2 separate regions of the Bombyx mori genome follow, and region 2 is linked to region 1. The links are chromatin contacts, called in public Hi-C maps. All regions are on one chromosome and are shown on one strand. Each heading gives the region's core, a stretch centred on a gene start, on an enhancer-like site or on the middle of the called end of the contact. The rest is flanking DNA. Distances are from core to core; before and after follow the strand shown. Region 1 holds the start of LOC101745336 (zinc finger CCCH domain-containing protein 11A). Region 2 overlaps LOC101736508 (E3 ubiquitin-protein ligase goliath).

Region 1 (4,125 bases), core at 1,097-3,596:
ATAATAAATAAAGTTCATACAACATAAACAGCCTTTTATTTTATACAAAATTCAGCATAACAGTAACAAAAACGACCATCTAATTTCATTCTCTGACTTTATTAGATATAATACATTCTAATTGGAAGGGTTTATTGTAGGTGGTATGGGGTATAAAACACAAAGGACCTCGATAGACATGAATTTATCGCCACCGCCAATTATGTGCCGTAATATTCGGTCATTTAGAATGTTAGTTTAGTTTAAAATACCGATTCTAGGCTGGATTTACCAAGTGTAGCCAAATTTAACTATTAAGTCTATGATAGTTTTTTCGCCAAGTACTTCCAATAGTAAGTATTTTTACCTACCTATTCGCTGGCAGCCTAAGAGAAGATAGAGGCTATTCCAGCAACGCCTGGACGACTAAAGGAGCTCACGGGCTCACCTGAGCGAACGTGCTAACACTAGCCCTAACAAGAGCAGTGGTTTGAAGAGTCTACTACCTACTACGTAATTGCGAAAGGAAATTCAGTGGGTAAGCGACTTGTCCTTTGCTGTCTAAGCAGTGCCTGATACAAGAATAAAGGGATAGAACAAAAATTCATCTGTGTGCTTAGACTGAGTTTTTTAACTTTTACCGAGCGACCGAGAAGTTACAAAACTCGCACTACGCACAAAGTACGGTGTGGATACATAAAAAATGTTATACTAATATTTAAAACCCGTCCGTCGGACTCATCAATCTACTTACCTATATGCATGAGAAGACCTCATAATAATATTACAAGACATCTTTATGCGCAATTTCCGTCAAATTGTGTAGGTATACCATAACGGAGGCTAAAAGTAGGCAGCCCTCCAATTTCCATAATAGAGTACAATCACAGACTAAATTCTTATATTATCTATGGACTAAATAGAGATATGAGTATAATTAAATATTGTAGAGTGTCACCTCTTGTTAGTTTTCAATTTATGACGAAAAATCGAAAACATTAACTGATTGGAATCATATCGATTTTGGAAAAGTGACAGTTTTTTTTAAAAATCGATTTGGGATTACAGGTTGTGTCTATCTGCTACACAGATGTCTACTGCTGGATATAGCCCCACCCAAGCCTTGCCACAACACACGGTTCTGCGCTGCCTACATCCAATGGTTTCCTACGAACCCCAATAGGTCTTCGATCCACTTTGTGGGAAGCCTATCTACGCTATGTCTTCCGGTACGCGATCGCCACTCGAGAACTTTTTGGTCTCAGTGGTCATCTGTTCTAAGAGCAGTGTGTCCTGTTCTCTGCCAAAAATCAGTCTCGACTCACCGCAGATTCCAAGCAGCACTAGCACTTGCAAGCTAATCTCAGCACGGACAACGCTAACATAATGGGACGACTTCCGGTCTTGGAGGGGAGTGATATGGTGGCAGCCATCACAGAACAGAAGATATTTGACAGATGCCTGAACCTCGCTTACGACATTTTCAAAATAAGCTTGCATACATACAAGCTTTGAATAAGAACATTCGGACCGGTGGTCTGCCGATCGATATCACCCGCTCGGTGGAAGATCTTCCCTATGTCGTATGTCGACAAATACCTCCCCTTGTCCTCCTCCGTGAGTGTTGTACAGGTGTACAAGTACTTACACACGACGAAACGCAGTTTCACATCGTATGACGTCTATCTTGTCTCTCCTGACGTTTTACCAGCCAGTATTACAGTAAATTAGTTTTTATTTATTTTTATTGCCTGCATAGACAGACGAGCATACGGTCCACCTTATGGTGAATAGTTACCATCGCGGACTTCAGCAATGCCAGGGGCAGAGACAAGCCGCTGCCTACCGTTATATAAGTGCGTGTTGTATTTATATTCCTTCACTCGCCAGGTTAATGTAGTCCCCTAGGCCCCTTCCCCTAAGTCACTAGAATAGTTTACAAAAAAATCCTTCAGCGAGCTTCGTGAAATTGACTTAACAAATACAAAAATAAAACCTCGCCATTGTTCTTCTTCCGTCCAAACTGCATATGGCTGAAGGCTAGTACAATCAGCCGTTTCATGAGAATGGGCAACAGCGTTCTCCGAGTATCATAGCACCACACTGCAATAGTCAATCCGCCACATGCCAAGCGTGGCGATTAGGGCAGCTTAAAGCATGTCTGACATAATTTTTGAGTGCCGTAATTAAATTTTAATAGTTAGCCGTATCTGGTTTCTTGCCAAAGATCGAAGCTTTGAAAATTAATTTCTTTCGTCAATAATCAATATTATGATGGTTAAAATTGTACTTTCAATCGATTTATCCACTTATTTTCTAAAAGTCAATTAAGAATCGATTTACAGATTCAAATCGATTTTTGTCTAAATCGAATCAAGATCGTAAGCTCTACATCCGCCATAACTACCAACTACCACATCTTCCATCTCGTTGTGACGTTTGAATATAATTTTGTGTTTCAAAAATTGTTATTTTCTATAAACTACTTTCACGAACTAAAGGTTAATTAGTGTTTTAAAATTTGCTCGGTGAGTATTCAAATCATTTTAGGGTTCCGAGATAAGTTTGGTAATTTGCAATTTAACCGCGCTGATCGTTTAGACGTGCTGTCAGAACGAAAAATTTCGATTTTCGGATAAATTTATAGTGTTTCATATGTTTACGTAAATAACCTTAAAATATAAAAGACCGTTTTTGTGTTAAAAATAATCGTGAAATCATTATGTTGTTTCGGTACTCATAAAGTGTTGTCATTGACAGAGTCCGGATAGCGAAAAATACCATGGAGTCTCCACGTAAATTCAACGATTGTTACTTTTATTACTATTCCACATGTACAAAGGTAAGCGTTATTGTTTAATTACTCACTACTATTTCTTGTAGTACTAGTGTTATTTCGTGTTAATTTTTGTCTACCTATTTGAACACATGTTATTTAAAATTTAGTCCAACACTTAACTATCGGAAAATATTTAATGCACTTCAATTCTGGTAAATAATATTATTCCATTTGTAAAGTGAATGTACAGTAGCTCTTATTTTAAAAGAGATTAATTTATTTATCTGGAAGTAAACCTATTTACTAATGACTAAAACCACATTACCAATTGATTTGACATGTACAAAAATTTGAGTCTCTAATTTTTTTGTTTCCAGGGAGATAATTGTGTGTTTCGCCATGAGCCGTCAGCCTTAGGCTGTGAAACAATGTGCACAGCCTGGCAACAGGGGAAATGTACTGATAAACGCTGTAAACTACGTCACATGGAGCTTAGGGTATGTGTCTATAATGCTTCTTTTTAATTTAAATAATCTAAAAATAAAACAGGAGTAAAGGAAAAGGAGATTAAAATGAATAGTTATGATTTAAAATTATGATTAAAGCTATGTAGATTGGATGCATACAAAAGAAAATTCTACTTTAGTATAAATTAATATTAAGCTTATTGATTTACAGAAAAATCGTAAACAAATTCCATGCTACTGGGAGAACCAACCTGGTGGCTGCCGCAAGATTCACTGCCCATTCATGCATAAGAACCCCGAGGCACGTACTGATGGAATTGCTCCAAGTCAGCCTGCCCCACCTGTTCATGTAAGCAACTTTATTGAACTTAAACAAGCGCAGACATTTTGTCTGTTTAATAGTTTTTGTATTGCAATATGTTTAGCAAGTTTTAAAAGTAATTGAAACAATGATTTCAATTTTAAAGCAAAAAGTAGGTGTCAATTTTACCTTAAATCATAGAAAGTATTGAAACAATTAAAAAAAATGGAGTGATGCAGTTCTCTTTTAAATATAATTACACTTTTAAATATAATTATAAATTGTGATAAAAATCATTGTAATTTAAATTGATTTTTATTTATTAGATTTAAACTTCAAATGAAGAATTTTGTTTCTCATTTCTCTTGACAACACTTAACTTTAAAAACAGGAAATATCCCTTTTTTTCTTGCACTGTACATGTTTCAATCCATTACTGACGTAACAATCCCACTAACCTTAACAATTCCATAATAATAGTTTAGCACTCATCTTTTGCTTTAATAACTGTAGTACTGCTTACTCATAGACATATTGCTGACTACCTTGAGAAAAGAGGTTCAACATGTAAAATGGGTATTCCATTTTTCAAATTGGCA
Region 2 (4,125 bases), core at 1,186-3,685, 150 kb before region 1:
GAATCTTAAATTATTTTAAAAATAGCACGTATTTACCTATACTTGTGTATAGTAAGTATAATCTGTACGTAATACCGCGTGCAACAAAAAAATTTCGTGAACAGATAACCGTGGAGCTAACAAGTTGCGATAATAAAAAAAAGTGTGTGTGTCCGCTCCGACGCACGACTGGAGTTTACTGGATATAAAAAATTAAACGAAACAATACGAGAAATAGTTCTATATTACGACAACACGATACACTACAGATTATTAACAAATTAACGAGACACAAAACAAACGACTAACAAATATATGAAAATACAATAATGAGAGAAACGCGCGATCAGTACGAGGCTTTGTGGCGGACTGCCGGCGCAGCAGCCCGGCGTCACCTGCTATAACGCGGCCGCGCGTTGGCTCCTGATTGGCGCGCGCACGCATCACGCAATCAGGAGCCAATCAGGCGCATAACGCATTTCGTGTGACATGCTAGTACGATTTTGGTCCCCATAATTTTCATACCCCGGGCCTATATATGTAAATCGATTCTAAAGGAGTAAACTCCAAAAAAAAATAGGCGACCATCAGACTCGGGGCAGATGTAAGGCATGTGTATAACTAATTAAAACTATTATAAAATTGTGGAGTGAAAACAAATTAAAAAGAAATAAAAAACGGTGCGCGTGCAACTTGGTGCACGTGAATGAAGTGAAACTTCTTTTTCGATGTGTAGTATTGTGGTTTTCTTCATTTCTCATTCTTAAATCATTGCTCTTGTAATAGGGAATGCTGTGTATAAAACATGCGACGTCTTCAACATTTATATTATATATATTTTAAATGATAGATAAAATATATATATATACTTTTTTAAATACTTCATTATGATATTAGACGCTACTCGTCGCTAACGCTCGCGCTGGCCTGTAACAGGTATACTACGCGCCTGCGTTCGAGTTCCACGCTTTCACTCTCGCTCTGTCTCTTTCTAGTATGGTAGCGTTAAACGTTTAACGCAACCTTGTTGAAAGTCGCATTAGAAGTTTCACTACAAAAAACGAAAAAGGCATATGAGGTAAACCACTCACACAATTAAGCAACAGTGTTGAGTACGCGCACGCACACACGCCAGTCGCGGGCGCGTGGAGGGAGCGAGACGGCATGAGAGAGTGTCATGCCGCTTCCCTCACCGTTCGATATTGCTGTCGACAAGACGCGCTTCATATCGAAATTGCACACAAAAATGTATCGATATATAAAAATCGATAATAATTAAGCGCCAATTTAAGACTCATAGAAATAATACAGTTTAGTAGGTATTATTCGTAATATAATCACAATTGTTATTCGTATTTAAATGGAGGTCGGTTTTTAATATGCTACTTTCTACGTGTGACTTCTGTATTTCGTGTGTGACGGTATTGTTTTTTTTTGTATTCTCTATTCGCCGGTGGAGTTCAAAGACGCCGACACGCGTCACTAGCGATCGAGAGGATCTAACAAAACAATATTAACATTTAGTTTGTAATTGATTTTTTATTTTATTTAGTTCTTTAAGTTTTAAGGAGAGATCGAAGAAGAATGTGATGATGTTTAATTGTTCGAACGTTAAAAGCATTAAAGACTGCTGAATGCGGTACGAGAGGCCGTGTCCTTTGTTTTGTATGTGATAATTCTTTGGTAAAATTATGAAATTAAATATGTTTTTTTTTTATGTGTAGTAATTAATCTCTAAGTTTAATTCATAACGTTTTGAATGTATTGTATGATTTTCTTTGACGCAAGAGATTGTTAGTTCAACGTTTAAAAATCAATAATTGCTTACTCAAACTAAATTTTTCCACAGCAGAGTGTGTAGTAGTAGAAGTATGTAACTCTATTATTATTTTTATTATGTTTTACTAATTTTATAACATTCGTAACAAAAATTTAAGTACATTTAGAAAAGAAAAAGCGTTGTGTGAAATCGCCCACAAGTAAACGCTAGTTTTTTCGTCATCTAAAAATTTTGATACTTTACCTGGTAATGAATGGATAATAAAATTTTGAAGTGTAATGTATCTTTACGAGATATTAAATTTTTGTACCTAATTACGTTGTTTACTTTCTCAACATTCAACCTAAATGCCCCCTAGTATCGCCAGTAATAGAGCAGCAATGGATGTTGTTCATAAAGTTGGTTATTTACTAGGAAAAATTGGTAACTGCTATCAAATTTAAATTCTACTATAGTTAATGGGAGGAGATGCCCACTGAGTTTCTCCCCGGATCTTTTCAGTGGGTCGCGTTTCCGATCCGGTGGTAGATTCTGCGAAGCACTGCTCTTGCTAGGGCCAGGGTTAGCAACACTTCGGTTTGAGCCCCGCGAGCTCACCTACATGTTAGGGCGAAGCTGAAATAGCCTCTCAAGGCTATCAGCATTGGCGACCCTCAGACATGAAGAATGCGACTCAAGGAGGAGGACAGTTACACTACTCGATACGGGTATACCGGGCGTCTTTGCTAATAGTACTACCTACTACTATATCATTGGAATTAGGAAATGGTCATTGTCCATTGAAAGTCCCGTGAAACAATCGAAAATTTAAATGGAAGACTAAAATCATGTATCTAACAAATCGATTGATTGACTTGTAATAACTATTTAAGCGAAGCGACAAGATCGATTCTGCATAGAATTGCGTAATATCGGAGGAGTGTCCATGCCAAAACATAAGATCTATCTGTGTGATAGAGTCAAAGATATCATAAAGTGCAAGAGTTTGCTCATAAATATATTATTTATAGATTAAAACATAAAAGTAGCTTTAATTTATTTAAGTGATAAGTCTATCTGATGATTGATAATCTAATCTCAACAAAAAGGTAGTATAAACCACACGAACCTTGCAAAGTTATATTTATTTCCAAATTTACATAATTTATCATACTTGCGAAGATAGTATTTTTATATTATCCAGGGAATGGAAGCGTGTTGCCAATGACATGACTGTGTTGTCAAATGTCAGTATACCAATATCAATATACCATAAATAATTCGAAGGCAAAATTAAAATCTTTAATGAAAAATAACTAGTTCAATCAATTCAAAATGTTGAAGCTTTTTAAACCTTTTTTTTTAAGATAACTGAGATTACAGTTTCCATAAACAACAAGATTCAATGAAATACAAATTTCAATACTGTATTGGTTTATTACAACACCTATTTAACACGTTGACATTCGAATCAAAGGGAATGTGTTCACAAACTCGATCATTTTAAAAGTACATGCCAGTCTCCTCGTTATTTTATCAAGTACCTTAATGTTATCTGTGTACATAACTTAAATGCTTACTTAAATAATAAAACTTAAAATTAAAATAAAGTTTGAATAAAATCGCCTTTAAAACAATACAGTTGAATTTTGAAGTACACTTTTATTGTGTGTTGAAAAAATGTTGTGTTTTAATTATTATTTACTGTAATTAAAAGCGATAAATTTTCAGACTAGATTTTATTGCCTATTCAACTCGAGAGTCACGAAATAAGTGTTGAAAATACCATATGGTCCTCTGTATAAAATTTGGTTAACACGTGGCTTTTGTAATTTTGACCACATTTAATTACTTGCAAACATCAATAAAGTTAAATATTTTAATATTTTTTTGTCACAAATGTAATGAATGTAAGTGTAATGAATTATAAAATGTAATTGTTTTATAGTTCGTACTCACGAATTTTTATGGCGGGCAGTTAATTTTATTTACGACTTAACAATAAATTATATTTAAACCCTTGATAAATATTTGACATTGTTTTGACATTTTATTCAACAGCCGTTCATATAAGATTTGAATGTTTCCCAAAAATACATTATGACATTAAAAAAATATTTTATTACAAAATTACATTTGTGTAAAACACGGTTAACACGGAATATTAACAATAGCTATATTATGTATTATTTTAGTATTTTTATAAAATTTCATAAGCTACAAGATTAAGTTTTATCATAATATGTTATGGACGGATACATTAGACCAAATTACAGTATTTGAAATAACATCAGCTGTGATATCTTTACCATATCATAACTTTATATCAACGATAATGAATATCGCTACAGTGTTCTGTATTGAAAATAAATTTTCAAGTAAACAAA

The links. Hi-C and Micro-C count contacts between places; a contact is called where the count stands out from the background.
Region 2: a Hi-C map of posterior silk gland shows a contact between it and region 1, with 2.6 times the contacts expected there. The contact joins the enhancer-like site here to the promoter of LOC101745336 in region 1. A contact is called at or near these places in 2 of 7 Hi-C or Micro-C datasets (midgut and posterior silk gland).

What each region holds. Positions count from the first base shown.
Region 1 is chr14:4,624,743-4,628,867 of ASM3026992v2, reverse strand. It overlaps LOC101745336 (zinc finger CCCH domain-containing protein 11A), which reads left to right and starts at 2,346. Exons shown (of 7, transcript XM_004927248.5): 1 at 2,346-2,507; 2 at 2,740-2,821; 3 at 3,136-3,255; 4 at 3,437-3,574. The coding sequence starts at 2,762. It overlaps LOC101745477 (protein mini spindles), which reads left to right. Exons shown (of 37, transcript XM_012691332.4): 37 at 1-28. It overlaps LOC134200082 (a long non-coding RNA gene), which reads right to left and starts at 882. Exons shown (of 2, transcript XR_009974838.1): 1 at 734-882.
Region 2 is chr14:4,771,276-4,775,400 of ASM3026992v2, reverse strand. LOC101736508 (E3 ubiquitin-protein ligase goliath) reads right to left here. Exons shown (of 12, transcript XM_062672019.1): 12 at 3,156-4,125. LOC101736749 (histone acetyltransferase KAT2A) reads left to right here. Exons shown (of 20, transcript XM_004922572.5): 20 at 1-2,073. Among protein-coding and RNA genes, the nearest start is that of LOC101736749, 21 kb to the left of the region's middle. Within about 2 kb of position 2,435, at least 1 of the 8 cell types and tissues checked has open chromatin away from gene starts, as enhancers often do.